2 separate regions of the Macaca mulatta genome follow, and region 1 is linked to region 2. Evidence: chromatin contacts called from public Micro-C data. All regions are on one chromosome and are shown on one strand. Each heading gives the region's core, a stretch centred on a gene start, on an enhancer-like site or on the middle of the called end of the contact. The rest is flanking DNA. Distances are from core to core; before and after follow the strand shown. Region 1 has its middle 160 kb from the start of TBL1XR1. Region 2 holds the start of TBL1XR1 (TBL1X/Y related 1).

The links. A called contact is a pair of places that touch in the nucleus more often than the background predicts.
Region 1: a Micro-C map of CD4 T cells shows a contact between it and region 2, with 18 times the contacts expected there. The contact joins the enhancer-like site here to the promoter of TBL1XR1 in region 2. A contact is called at or near these places in 8 of 14 Hi-C or Micro-C datasets (CD4 T cells, blood, cortical neurons and 5 more).

Annotation. Positions count from the first base shown.
Region 1 is chr2:89,329,091-89,336,509 of T2T-MMU8v2.0, reverse strand. No RefSeq gene overlaps it. Among named protein-coding and RNA genes, the nearest start is that of TBL1XR1, 160 kb to the right of the region's middle. Within about 2 kb of position 1,944, at least 37 of the 40 cell types and tissues checked have an H3K27ac peak or open chromatin away from gene starts, as enhancers often do. A contact at or near this core is called in CD4 T cells, blood, cortical neurons and 2 more, where this site is marked.
Region 2 is chr2:89,172,841-89,180,458 of T2T-MMU8v2.0, reverse strand. It overlaps TBL1XR1 (TBL1X/Y related 1), which reads left to right and starts at 5,273. Exons shown (of 18, transcript XM_077994184.1): 1 at 5,273-5,639.

The DNA of each region.
Region 1 (7,419 bases), core at 695-3,194, 160 kb before region 2:
TCCTCGGTCCCCCCAACATGGCTCCTCTTCACTGAATTCTCTCCTCCTCTGCCAAATATAAGGTTCCCTGCTAGGCAAAGAACCTTGTCAGCCTCTAGTTAGGGGTGCTGAACTTTGGCAACTGGTAGCCAGCCTCCTACCTATCAGCTTCTATCCAAGCTGATCCTCCAGCCTTTGTCCTCCCCTGCTTAGGCAGAAACTCTAGGGTAGGAAGTCCGTTGCCCGCTGCGGAAGCTCAGAACCCAAAGCAAAGTGGCCCATGTCCTTCCCTAGCAAGGATCCCTATATTAGCCAGTTGTGTCTGGGAGAGGCTGAGGCAAAGACCAGAGGATCTGCTGGGCTAAAAACCGGAAGTGCTTAGAGACTGACGAGCTGCTTCATCTTGAGAACCAAAGAGACAGACTGGCAGGTTTGCATGCTCCTCTCTGAGCTGAAGGAAACCCCCTAGGTAAATAGTTCTCAGTTGGAAGCGAGTGCCCCCACCCTTCCCCACTTCAGCAGCTTCAGCCTCCAGACTCAACACATGCTGGACCATCTTGGAGGTCTGGTGCTCCAGGCCTCCCCAGCTGCCTGCACCTCCGAAAGGGGAAATGGGGGTGGGGTGGGAGGGCCAGGCCTGGGGAAGTGATTTTAGAAGTGCAAGTCTGGTGGGAGAGTTTTTCCTTCAGACCATCTGGAGGGAAGCAGTCATAATCTACTACAAGTTCTCCCGAAATGATCAAGTACACATAGGGAAATTGGTACATTGTTGAAAAACATGTCTGCTTTGCTTCCTTCTGGGGAGCTCTAAAGACTTGTATCAGTCAGAGATGACTCCCTGCTTGAGGTACACAGAGATTAAGATGAGGCCAAAGAACAGCTCTCTCGCCTTGTAATTCTCCAGGTAGCCAGTTTTCAGCTGGCTGCCATTTTTTGCAATTTAAGATGCTAAGAGAATTTAAATGACATCAGCCCTGTGTGTGTAAAGAAGGAAATAGCCTGCATAGCTAAACAGAAAAGGTACCATGTTGTATGAGCCTTTCACGTTTTTTAAGCTGGGGGGTGTGTGTGGGTGGGGGGTGTTTGTGTGTGTGTAGAACAAAAGTACAGTTGTCTATACAATTAGTTATTTAAGCTATTTCAAGTACCATTACAGCAAGGGGGAGGGGAGGGAACATCTAAAATACATTAAATTATTTTTAAAAACTCGTTCTAGAAAAAAGGAAATGCCAGAGTAGTAAGATAAGGAGTCTTAATTAGCAACAAATTCATCTATTTCCTTCCTCCAAAACTGAGACAGTCTTCTAAGGCAATTTGCTTGGAGAGCAGTTTTGCGCCATAAATCTGGGACATGTTTTTCATGTGTGTTTGTTTGCCCTGTGTGAGGCTTAAGAAAAACACAGCAACCAAACCATCCAGTTCAGCCCTGGAGGGAAAGACCTAGAAGACCTAATCACCCGTGATGGCGATTACATAACAGAGAATCGTGCGCGCGGGCGCGCACGCACACATACACACACAGACACACACAGACACACACACACACACACACACACACACACACACACACACAGAGTCTCAAAAAAGAAAGAAAGAAAACCAGCCTTTGGCTTCCTGTCACAGAAGATGTCTCCTTTTTTTTCCTTTGTGAGGATCACTAAGAATGCTTCTTAAATACCAAGTGGATGTCTTTGGTAGAAATAGAGGTCACTTAAGGATGATTTATAAGTGCAGCCGAAGCCAAAATGAAGCATGTATCGATATCTAAAGTGCATCTGCATTTAGTGCAGCAAAGCTCATAATCTGTTTCTAATTTGTGCCCTGTGGATGCCCTCCCCACTAGGAAAAGGCCTGGCTCTGAGCAGCCGCCCCTCCCCGAGGCCGCCAAGCTCCCAGTTCAGGCCCTTTCTTGGGCAGCCGGAGTGCTCCTCTCTTAGATAATGCCAGGTACTCTGGAAAGTAGCCGTGTAATAATACACAAACCCCTGATGATGTCAGCGTGTTATTGACTTTCCAAGTCTGAATGACTGAGCAGAGGAGCGGGGGTGGGGCGCAATCCATCCGGCAGCGCGGAGACCGGCCAAGCGAAAATGGGCTCGCCAGCCTGGCGGGGGAGGGGCGGCTCGCAGCTGCCGCTGCTGCTTCGAGCTCCGGCTCTGCCGCCGCGGCGTCAGGGTCGTTGCCGCCCAGCCCAGGCGGGGCTTAGGTTCCCGCTCCTCCGATGTTTACGTTTGGTCAAAAACTCCTCAGGCAGAAATAACTAATGCCGCCCCCCGGAAGCTTATACCACGTGGCAGAGTGGGGTCACAAAGCGGGGAGCAGTGGCACGAAGGGGAAGGGGAGAAAGACCTCCCTGTTCCCTCCCCCACCCTGCAGGGGCCTTCCTCTTAGGCTGCAGAGCCAAGGGTCGCTCTCCGTGGTGGAGCTCCCTCTGCAGAAGACCCCCTGGAAAATTGCACCTCAGCAGTGGTGACATTTTATGGGCCATGATTTGCTGCATTTATGGCTCTGGTGGTGCAGGTGCAGAGTCGTAGGCTCCCCTTCTCACCCCGCAAATTGCTCACAGTGCAATCTGTCATCTTCAAGGCTAGGTGTGAACCGGGCAGGGTTGCCCTTAAAATGGAATTGCAGTTAAAGGCCGAGATCTGAAAGGAAGCGCTCCAACCGGGGCGTGGCTTTTCCCACCGGGTCTGGACCTTTCCTTCAGGCCCCGCCGTGCGTGCCCATCGGCTTGGCTGTCGCAGCTTGGGGGGACTGGGCGCCCCGGGCTCTGCCTGCCTGCAGAGCTCCAGTCCTTTCCGTTCCAGGCCTGTGGAATCCTCCACCGAACAAGGCCTCGCGCTGGCCTCTGCCCCACCCCACTGCGAGGAGCTGCTCCTCCTCCGAGGCCTGTGGTTTTTCTCCCCGCAGAGTGGGCTTGGTGGCGGCACCGCATGGCGCAAACAGCACGGGGGGCTTTGGAACCGCCTGGACTTGAGCCCTACCCCACCACATATTCGCTGTGTGAGTGTGGACCCGGTGGTTACCCTGTCTACAGCCCGCGTCTTAAAATGGGAGTAGTAACAATCCCCTCAATAGTTGTTCTGAGGATTAAGTGAAATTCAGATTTCATAAGAGACGTCCTTTTTCAATAGTCAGGTCTCTCGCCTTCATAAGTCAAGTTCCACTCGGGCCAGAGGCCCTGTGGTTGTTTCTGAAAACAAGGTCAGTAGAAGTGCTAGACCCATTGTTTCCTTAACTCTGCCCTTCCCCCTACCCTCCTGGCTCTCTGGAGCCCGCAGCCTCTTCCGACCCACTTCCACCTTCACCCACACCCACAGGCTTACAGGGCAGAGCCGTTTTGTTGACGGGGCGGGGGTGGGGGCGGGGGTGGGGATGGGGGTGGGGACGGGGGTGGAGGCGTGAAAACTGTACCTCTGACTTAAGCTGGACCATTCACGGCCTTTCTCAAATTTCCCTCCCCCACCTTGCCACAGGGGATTGGTCCCAGCGGGAAGAGCTGACATATTTGAATCCAATCAAAAGCCTTCTTGGAAAATTTTGAAACTGGAAGTGAAAAAGTCAGTTTCTCCCCAGGGCTAAAACTGCAAGATATTATAATGTACATGACCATGTTTCCCATGGTCAGGAGAGGAGAGGCAAGGTCAATCTGAAGGCAGAACTCATGATAGGGACACAGACAGAAACAGAGATAAAGATCGAGCAAAAGACAAAGATAGAGCCTGAGCCACAGCCAGACAGGCTGGGAGAGAGAGCTGAGGCCAACAGGAGTCTGATGTTATGGGCAGCATCGGTTCCTGTGTCCCTGGTAAGGCCCTGCCTGCCCCTGATTCCTTGTGGCAACCCATTATTTTTTGCCACAAATTCTTATTGTTCAAATTAGTTTGTTTTTGTTGCTTGTAATCCAAAAATTCCACCATGGCATTTACTAGTTTAACATACACAGTAAAGAGCTCCCCAGCTCCCATTATAAACCCCACGTATACTTCTATCCCCCGCAGTATACGTCAGTGCCCCATAACGAGGTGCTCAATAAATGCTCTTCAGATTGCACTCAGCAACTTGTGAGTGGACAGGAAGTGCTCTGGTGGCTGTTGAAACTGGAGACTTCAACTGGTTAATTTAAAGGGGAAGCATCGCCAATTGCCACAGACTTCTAGAAGCCCATTTATTGTACCCTAGTGGTAATTAAGGCTTATTCAAGTGAATAGAAAGAGAAAAGAGAAGAAACTTTATCCCCTCTAAATTGCATTTAATAAAAATCTTGGAGAAAATGAGTGAATTGTCAGGCTTAATAATTTCCCCTGGGTCTTTGTTGGAGGGAGGCTGAGGAAATGTACAGTATTCTACATTTATGGGACAGCAGATCGGCATTTTAACTGAGAGTAAAATGCAGTCGTGGCTTACCCTCCTTTTTTTCCCCCTCATTTGTTTCCAAAGGGTTTTTTCCAGCTCATGAGTCACTTCCAGTCAGATTCAAAGACAAAAGCCGGCTAATTGTGTGTCCATGAGTCAGGGTCCCACCCTGCCTTATCTGAACACCCTTTCTAGCTCTGAGAAGACAGAGCAATTTTCAGCCTATAAGGCATTGAGTGGAACCTGTTCCACACCGCTTCTGGGTCGGGCTCTTTAGGGAGCAGTCCAGGCCCTTCCATCTCCTTCTGGCATCCGGCTGCTGATAGCACCTTGGGGTGTTTCCTTTCCAGTGTTATTTTCAGTCAGGAACTGTGCAGTCTACCCTGTTCCTAAGGCACCCTGTTGTGCCCAGAGAGATAAAGGTGAATTTAAAAGGAGGTCCAAACCCTCTAGCAATTTATCAAATAATGAAGGAGAAAGGCAGAAAAGAATCACTGTTAGACAAGCTTTGAGGGCTATGGAAGAGTAAGTGCTACGACTAGTGATTTCTCAGTCTGCTCCCCTTGCTGTGTCTCCGCAGCATTTTATCTGGTTGACTTTCCAACTACTTGAAACATTTTATCTGGAGACTTCCCTGATGTTATTTTGTTTTCCAAGCAGTTCTCTATTCCCCACTCCCACTTTTTCTCTTATCCTCATGCCTTAAATGCTACCTCTTTCTAGATATCTCACTTCCAGATAATGGTACCACATCCACCTGGCTGCTCATGCCACAGAGACAATTCCTGATTTTTTTTTTTTTTTTTTAAAGACAGAATCTCGCTCAGTTTCCCTGGGCTGGAGAACAGTGGCATGAGCTTGGCTCAATGTAGCCGCCGCCTCCTGGGGTCAAGGAATGCTCATGCCTCAGCCTCCTGAGCAGCTGAACCTGAGCAGGTGTCTACCACCAAGCCCAGCTAATTTTTGTATTTTTAGTAAAGATGGGGTTTCACCAGGTTGGCTAGGCTAGTCTCAAACTCTTGAACTCAGGTGATCTGCCCACCTCAGCCTCCCAAAGTGCTAGGATTACGGGCTTGAGCCACCGTGCCCAGCCCTGATTTGTTCTTTTCTGTCATTCACTACACCCAATCCATCAACTGGTTTCCCTCCAAAATTGTCTATATGCATGCCCTTCTCCATCTACACTGCCATCATGCAACAAAGACATGCATCTGCTCAGGGGCAGTAACCTCTGCCAAAACCCTGAGACTGACAGCACTACTCAAACTCCTTGTCTAGGCCTCCTATGCCTTAGGTCATTTGCTCCTTTTATTCATTCCCTCCACTTTCTCCCAGCTCAGGCCACCCCTGCCACATGAGACCCTTTTCTTTTACCACTTCACTTCTTCCGACCTTAAGGCCTCTGCTCTTAAGAGTTGGTTCCCTCTGCCTGGAAGACTCCCTGGCCTTCCTAAGCTGGCTCCTCTATATCTGCCTTAGACAGTTCAGGCTGCTATAACAAAAAATACCATTGATACAGTTTGGATGTTTGTCTCCTCCAAATCTCATGTTGAATTGTAATCTACCAGTGTTGGAGGTGGGTCCTGGTGGGAGGTGTTTGGATCATGGGGGCAGATCACTCATGAATTTCTTCGTGCTATTCTCACAATAGTAAGTTCTCATGAGACCTGGTTGTTTAAAAGTGTGTGGCACCTCCCTGCACTCTCTCTTGCTCCTGCTCTCACCATGTGACGTGCCTGCTCCCCTTCACCTTCCACCATGATTATAAGCTTCCTGAGGCCTCCCCAGAAGCAGATGCCAGCACCACATGTCCTGTACTATCTCAGAATCATGCCCCAATTAAACTTGTTTTCTTTATAATTTACCCAGCCTCAGGTGTTTCTTTATAGCAATGCGAAAACAGCCTGACATAACCATAGACAGGGTGGCTTAAACAACAGAGATTTACGGCCGGGCGCGGTTGGTCACGCCTGTAATCCCAGCACTTTGGGAGGCTGAGGCGGGCGGATCATGAGGTCAAGAGATGGAGACCATCCTGGCTAACACAATGAAACCCCGTCTCTACTAAAAATACAAAAAATTAGCCGGGCGTGGTGGCGGCGCCTGTAGTCCCAGCTACTCGGGAGGCTGAGGCAGGAGAATGGTGTGAACCCAGGAGGCAGAGCTTGCAGTGAGCCAAGATCACGCCACTGCACTCCAGCCTGGGAGACAGAGCGAGACTCCGTCTCAAAAGAAAAAAAAAACAACAGATATTTACTTCTCACAGTTCTAGAGGCTGGGAAGTCGAAGGTCACAGGGCTGGCAAATTCAGTTCCTGGTGAGAGTCTTCTTCCTAGTTTGCAGGTGAACACCTTCTTGCTATATCCTCACGTAGTAGAGAGAGAAATCATCTTTCTCGTGTCTCTTATTTATTTAATTATTTGTTTTTGAGACGGGGTCTCACTCTGTTGCCCAGGCTAGAGTGCAATGGAGTGATCTCAGCTCACTGCAACCTCTACCTCCTGGGTTCAAGCAATTCTCCTGCCTCAGCCTCCTGAGTAGCTGGGATTACAGTCACCTGCCACCACGCCCAGCTAATTTTTGTATTTTTGGTAGAAATGAGGGTCACCATGTTGGCCAGGCTGGTCTTGAACTTCTGACCTCGTGATCCACCCACCTCGGCCTTACAAAGTGCTGGGATTATAGGAGTGAGCCACCGCACCATGTCTCGTGTCTCTTCTTTTTTTTTTTTTTTTTTTTTTTGAGATGGAGTCTTGCTGTGTCGCCACGTTGGAGTGCAGTGACGTGATCTCGGCTCACTGCAACCTCCACCTCCCAGGTTCAAGCAATTCTTCTGTCTCAGCCTCCTGAGTAGCTGGGTCTACAGGCACACCACCATGCCCAGCTAATTTTTGTATTTTTAGTGGAGACGGGGTTTCACCATGTTAGTCAAACTGGTCTCAATCTCTTGACCTCATGATCTGCCCACCTCGGCCTCCCAAAGTGCTGGGATTACAGGCATGAGTCACCATGCCCGGCCATGTCTCTTCTTATAAAGGCACTAATCCTGTTCATGAGACTGCCACCCTCATGACCTGATCACTT
Region 2 (7,618 bases), core at 4,024-6,523:
ATCATGAGGATGTATAATGGGCGCACCAAACGCTAAAACAAAACTCTTGATAGTCGCCTCATAAACTAGGTCTTCTTCTACCTTTCCCATCTCAGTAAATGGCAATTCCATTCTTCTACTTGTTTGGTCTAAAATCTTGGAATAATTTTGTTGTTGTTCTTTGTTTTTGAGATGGAGTTTCGCTCTTGTCACGCAGGCTGGAGTGCAATGGCGCGATCTTGGCTCACTGCAACCTCTGCCTCCCAGGTTCCCGCCATTCTCCAGCCTCAGCCTCCTGAGTAGCCAGGGTTACAAACGTGTGCCATGACACCTGACTAATTTTTTTGTATTATTAGTAGAGATGGGGTTTCACCATGTTGACCAGGGTGGTCTCGAAATCCGGACCTCAGGTGATCCACCTGCCTTAGCCTTCCAAAGTGCTGGGATTATTACTTGTGTGAGCCACTGCGCAGGGTCCCCACTTAAGCTTTTTAAAGTGTTGGGATTACAGGCGTGAGCCACCACACCCAGCCTCAGTTGGTCCTTTAAAATGAAAGGTGGTTCAAGTCACTTCTTTGCTCAAAGCCTCCCGGTGGCTTTCTATGACTTGAGAAGAAAAAGGCATCTTACTCCAGAATGCCAGTCACATAAGATAATACCCTTTTACCTTGTTTAAGCCATTTATATATATATATTTTTACAGTGGTCAAACAATAGCCTAATACAGACCTGTTTTTGAAAGTCTGTCTGTGCTCCCAACCCTCACCCAATGTGGGACTGGAATGTAAGCCTCATGAAGAGTAGGGGCTGTTTTTGGTTCACTGAAACAGTGCCTGGCACACTACACATTCAATCAACACTGAATGAATGAGGAGCAAAACCATCAACATAATACTAGGCCTTGAGTGCTTCCCTGAGGAAGTATGTGGCTGGTCAGTATAAGTAAGTGATTATACAGTAACATGCTATGTGTGTGGTTGGTTTTCTGTTTTGACTGAATCACAATCGCAGGATACAACCTGCTATTTTCATTATCTGAGAGGCATAAATACTTGTAAGATAGTTGTATGTTTCTTTTGTAATTTAAATGAAGACTCTCAAGTAAAGTTTATTGTTGTCATAGAAGCATGGAAAACTGTGACAAGGTTAACACTGTTGAGGAAAGGTCACAAGAAACATGCTATGCATTGAAGGAGAAAAGCAGCTTGTGTACTGAGATCTCGAGATGTGTGGTTGGCATGTGCCTCATCTCGGAAGAACCACAAAGAATTGCACAAGGTAAGTCAAAATGAAACGGAAACATCACAGGGTATCAGCAAGACGCCTGGGGGTAAACGCTACAGATGTAAAGCCACTGAATTCCAGGGTGAGTAAAGAATATAAAATGAGTTACAGCACTAGGAGAATATTTTGGGTATCAAATGTCTTTTTTATACAGTTAAGTTTGTTTTAAATACTTTATGTAGATGAGCTAATGTAAACAATTTAAAACATCATGATGATTTAAAAGTACATATAGTAATGAGACCCTGTAGTCCTGGGATTGAACAGCTTAACTTTAAAAAATATTTCATGTCTTGAGCGATGAAAGTTGCAAAGGTGTAGGCTATCTTGCCATGCCATACCCCTTTGGGAAAATATTACTGAAATAAAACAAGTCAGGATTTGTTTAGCCATTTTATAATACATATGTAACTTCTGATAACAGTTACTGGTATGAAATTTCTCTTCATTAAGTAATTAGCTAGAAAGTTCAAGAGATAACTTTTTTTTTTTTTTTTTGAATCAGAGTCTCGCTCTGTCTCCCAGGCTGGAGTGCAGGGGCGCGATCTCGGTTCACTGCAACCTTCCCCTCCAGGGTTCAAGTGATTCTCCTGCCTCAGCCTCCCAAGTAGCTGGGATTATAGGCACCCGCCACCACGCCCGACTAACATTTTGCGTTTTTCGTACAGACGAAGTTTCATCATGTTGGCCAGGCTGGTCTTGAACTCCTGACCTCATGATCCGCCGGCCTCAGCCTCCCAAAGTGCTAGGATTACAGGTGTGAGCCATGGCACCCAGTAGAGAACTTCTTAATGTGCTCCTTTGCTTTGCAATTTGTTAATAACACAGTAATCTCTCCTTTCTAGAAACACATTAACATTTAATTCAAAGTGTAATGGGAGTTTTAGATTAGGACACAGTATTGAATATTAGTAACAAGAGTTCCTTCTTTGTCCTTTCCTCATCCAGTGAGTATAATCATTGCTTGTATTTTGGTGCAGCCCTGATCCTTTATGCTGGATATGTTGGGACAGCTAGAGGGTGATGGGACAATACATGTGATCTCTGAGTGATGGTTTATTTCTCTGAGTATTTAACGTTGAAGCCACACTGTTGTTTCAGATAGTTTCCAGAATATAAAATCAAAGGGATCAAAATGTGATGTGATTTAAAACCCCCTTTGCTGGAGGAATCAAGGCCTTTCCACATTTGGGTGCCCCCATTTTTTCTGTTTGTTTGTTTAAAAGCACTCCAGGTCGCTGGGCACGGTGGCTCACACCTGCAATCCCAACACTGGGAGGCTGAGGCGGGTAGATCACCTGAGGTCAGGAGTTTGAGACCAGCCTGACCAACACGGAGAAACCCCATCTCTGCTAAAAATACAAAATTAGCCGGGCGTGGTGGCACACGCCTGTAATCCCAACTACTCGGGAGGCTGAGGCAGGAGAATCACTTGAACCCGGGAGGCGGAGGTTGCAGTGAGCCGAGATTCTGCCATTGCACTCCAACCTGGGTGACAAGAGCGAAACGCCGTCTCAAAGAAAAAAAAAGTACTCCTGCTCTCTCTTCAATTAGTGTGATCCAACAGTGGTGAGTAAAGTACATTTTACTGCAATGAATTTATAAGTCCCCAGACTCGATGATCTTCATATTAAAATGCAGTCATTTATGCACAGAAATGTCTTGTAAACTATAGGGATATAAACAAATGCATGGATTATTATCATTGTTAGGAGGCTCAACTAACGCTGAACAACTTTAGGAGGCAGCTTGGTGTAGGGTATAAGAACTTCAGGCTGGAAGGCCTGATCCTATGAACCTGAAGGAGGGTGTCTCCTCCCTTGTGGAATAAGGGAGAGAGGTCATTTAGGGGAAGGAGAAAGCATGGGGTAGGCAGCTTTGAATATGACGCTTAAGAACTGTATGGTTGAGAAGTCCTCATTCACTGAAAGTGGGGTTTGATTTTACGGTCACTGCTGTATGGAGAAGACCCGCCCGTGGTAGCACAATATGAAACTTAAAAAATAATCTAAGCCAATAGATATGTTTCATTGAGTGGCTCCACCGAGATGGTTTATTTATTGAAGACAGGGTATGTTTAGTGATATCTATGCCATTAATCAACTCAAAAAAAAAAAAAAAAAGGAAGATACTATACTCTTCTCAATTCTGAAATAAAGTCTTCTGAAAGGTGTTAGTTTTGAGGTAAACAAGCCTCAGCTTTAGAAGCCTATTGAAATGCAAAACTTGCTTTGTGCGGTTTCCCTGTACACTCTGCATAGTGTTTTGGAAACCTGCAGTTATCTAAATTCCCATCGGGTGACATTGTTTAATCCAACATTCCCACTTTCATACATCAAAATAGCTCTAAGGCCACACCACTGATATGCTTTGAACTCTCTTTCTGGTGGTTGGAAGGGAGTTTCCAATCCCACTACTCCCTTTCCTCTGATGGTTTTCCTGCTCCCTGCCCCACTAGGTCATTCAGGAAAGGCCTCTGGCAGCTCCCCCAAGCAAGGGCTCCTGGGGGAAAGAGACATTGACCTTAGCCAAGAAACCACCTGTCTAATCACTGAACGTTTTAGGCCACCAGGAGTCCACACTGGTGCAAGTTACAAGTAGTGTGTGTGTGTGTGTGTGTGTGTGTGTGTGTCGCAAAACTTTAGGCTTCTGATACTGAGAGGAAATGATAGTCGCTTTAAAGTGATCGCTACATCTATTTTCAAATATTGTGATGAGAGCAGGAAAACAGTACCCTTCACCTTTAAGAAAAAGCTGCAAATATTATTTTGCTTTGAAGGCAGTAATAACCGAAATAACAAAAAGGTTTCAAGTGGTATCTTAATTAAAAGGGTGGCTGCTTCTCCAGTCCTGAGCTTATACAGAGCTCTAAGAAGCGCCCCACCCCATCTTTCTGAAAGTCTTAGAAAGATTACCACCCCATTTGCTTTAAAACCTGAAGTGCCTCCCTTCTTTAAAAACGACCCCCCTCAATCATACTGCCCACATTATCACTTATCAAAGGTACACTTTATAAACAGCCTTGCTGTGCTTCACACATGCAAAAAGTATACAAAGTGGGTAAACTTCTACTGTGGATGCCACCGTGGAGGTATATGTTTAGTAAACATTTAGTTACATTATTTTATTTTTGTGAAATAAGAACTGATCGACCAAACCTTTCAAACAGACCCACCAGATGATAAATACCACCATATGCTTGATTCACAGTACATTTGGGCATAAACACTTCAATTACAGCTTTGTGTTTAGTATCAAAAATCCTTTCTTGTGTGCGTGTTTTCTCTCCAGATCCCGTGCTCTGGATCACATTTTGAAAGTCGCTTAATACAGATAAAGCACCTTTCCAGGTACGCTTCCGAGAACCATATGTATTTACGCACACAAAGGTGTGCACAGAGATTTTCACAAACAAATGTCCATATGATGCCGCGCCGCGCTCCCGCACATGCCCGCCGCGTGTGCGCCCAGCCCCCAGCGCCGCCGGGCCGCCCCCAGGACACGCGGAAGCCCGCGGCCTCCTTGGGAAACTTCGCCAGCGGCTCCACCCCGGCCACCGCGCGGGCCTCCCCGCCCCCACCCGTCTCGGGCCCAGCGGCCCACACCCGAGCACACTCAGGCCAGCCCGCGGCGGTGGGGGCGGGGCGGGCGGCCCGGGGCCCCGAGGCGCCTTTGAGTGCCCGCGGGGCTCGCCTGATTTTTAAAAAGAATGCGCCGCACAGCCCAGCCCCCAGCGCCGCCGGAGCGGGCCGGGAGGGAGAGGAGCGCGGCAGCTGGAGCCCCCCCCGCCGCGCCGCCGCCGCCACCGCCTCCCCGCGTCCGCGGCGCCCCTCCCCCGCCGGCCCCTCCCCCGCGCGCCCGCCCGCTCGCCCGCCCGCCCGGCGCAGGCCGCTCGGGTTTGTTTTGCTGCGCGGCCGCCGCCGCCGCCGCCGCGGGCCTCGCGAGCTCATTTGTGCCTGGCTGGTCCCCATTCCTCTCTCCCTAGTGTTGAGTGTCTGAGCCGTTGGCTGCTCCGAACCGTTTGGCTCTTTCCCTTAGTAACAGCTTTTACCTTCTGCCTCAATTCCTCTCCCCGCTCGCGCCCTTCCCCCGCGCGCCGCCTCCCCCCGCCGCCGGCCGCGTGCGCCCCCGCCCCTCCCCCAGCGGCGGGAGCACCTCCGCTCGCCACCTGGGGACCCGCGCCGCGCTCCCCGCCCCCGCCCTCCCGGCGCCCATCCCCCGCGCCCTCCGCTCGCTGGGGTTATAATTGCCTCTCACCCCCCGGAGGGGTTATTTTGGGGGTGGTTGGAGGCGGTGGCGGCGGCGGCGAGGAGGGGAATTTCCTAGTGCCTCCATTCCCGGGAGGGGGGAGCGGCGTTGGAGGCCACCGTTTCCAGGTAAGCGCTGGGGGCCGGACCCCGGAGTGGGGGCGGTCGCGGGCCTGGGCGGGGGGCGCGGGCCAGAGGCGGCCGGGGGCGCTGGGCCGCGGGGGATGGGCGCGAGTGGAACATGCATTTTTCAACTTGGCCCTTGGGGGAACTGGGCTTGCGTGGGGGGAGGGAAGGCAGGGAGGGCACTTGGGGCGCCCCCATCCCCCCGTTTTCCTCTCTCAGGTTTCTTTGAAATGCTCACGTGCCTGCCCACCCCCTACCCTTTCCTGGTCTCGGGGGATCCTCACCCTAATTATGTTGTCCCCGAAAATGTGCACCTCGGCCTTCTCCCCCTCTTCCTCCCTTCGTGCATTTACACCCCCTTTTTGTGCGTGTGTGTATGGGGGGGGGAGGCTTTTAGGAAAGGATTTGCAGCAAATTGAATCAAGGAGCCATCATGAGGCCGACTCCTTTATAGCCTATTTTTAGCAGAGGAGAAGGAGCTTTTCGGTGTATGCTATTTTGTGAAACCTCGGGCGGCAATGGAAATCTCCCCTCCCCAGGCGCGTCCCCGGCCCGGGCGCGGCGACCCCGGCCGGCGTGCTAGGGGCTGCGGGCGGCTGTTGGGGCCGCGCGTCCGGGGCGGGGGCGCCGGCCGGGGGAGGGGCGCGCGGCAGCCAGGCCTTGCTCCGGGACGTGTTTATTTGTAACTTAGTGCTTTCTATCGTCTTAAGGAGGTATTTGGTGGAGATTCTTTGAAGTTGGGTTCAGGAGTGTAGAATTGGCAAAGTTATTGTCAGCTTCCTGGTAAGTTTTGGGTGGCACAGAGTCACGTTATTTTCTGACAGTGTAAAGGCCACGTTGTGAGGGTGGTTTCTCGGTAACTTCCTCTTTGCAACCGATTTAATTTTTTGAACAGAAGCAGACTTTTATTTAAGTGGAATATTAATCTTAAATGGCAGCTCGAGGGAAGCCATCCATGCGTTAACGTGTTCAGTATTTTTGGAAGTTCTTAATTTGCTGAAGCAGGCATCACTTCGCATTGGTAACCGGGATTAAATTTAGGTTGTGAAAATGGTGTGTTTCATGTAAAATTTGGGTTGTGGCTTTGAAAAAATGCTCTCTTTGTTGGATTGTCTTAAGTGTCTCTAAGATAATTTGGTGATTACAAATGAGAAATGTTGGAAACTAGTTAGAAATTAGGTGTTCTCAATGTCTGGAGTTTACTTAAAATCTTGGACTGTGCAGGCACCGGGGGTGAAGAGTTTTAGTACCTATGTGATTTGCAGTTGACTTAGGAAAGTTTACTGTTCACTTTCTTGTTTTCCAAACAGGAACCGTATGCTGATCTAAACAAACTTGTTAATAAAATGTAGTGGGTGAAAATGACAGGTTATTTTTAGTCTGAATTTTAAGACTGAATGGTTTCTCCACCCCCCACCTCATGTAATTAAGTGATCTTCTTCCCCCTCCTTTTTTTCCTAAAGGCTCCTTCTCCAGTTTGGATAATAATAAGGCCCTCGTGGTGTCTTCATCCACTTACCTGAAACAACTTGGAATAAATAATTTCGATTACACGTTGAAGATAACAATGAGTGACTGTTTGGGTTTTCCAGTGTGATTCATTTTCATTTTTGTTAAAATAAGACCCATGCTACATTGATGTATTTTAGTAATGCTGACTTCCTGGGATTGTATGTTCTCACCATTTTAATAAGTTTATAGTCTGAGGCACCTTTGTCTCCCCGAAAACATGGTGTATGTTGGGTGGTGTCCTGGGAGTTGATGGCAAGCTTCCCAAATTGTTGAGAGTTCTAGAAATAGTTAGCATTTACCTGTGGGGGAGGGGCTGCAGGAAGAAACTATGCCTGAGAGCGGTTAGGCGTGTGATGTGTGATTAGGCTTCTTGCTATTAAATCCAGGTTTTCTTGTTTGGAATATTTTTTTTTCCAGCCCTATCCTGCACTGAGATGTACGTAATCACAATCATTAAATTCATAAGTAAC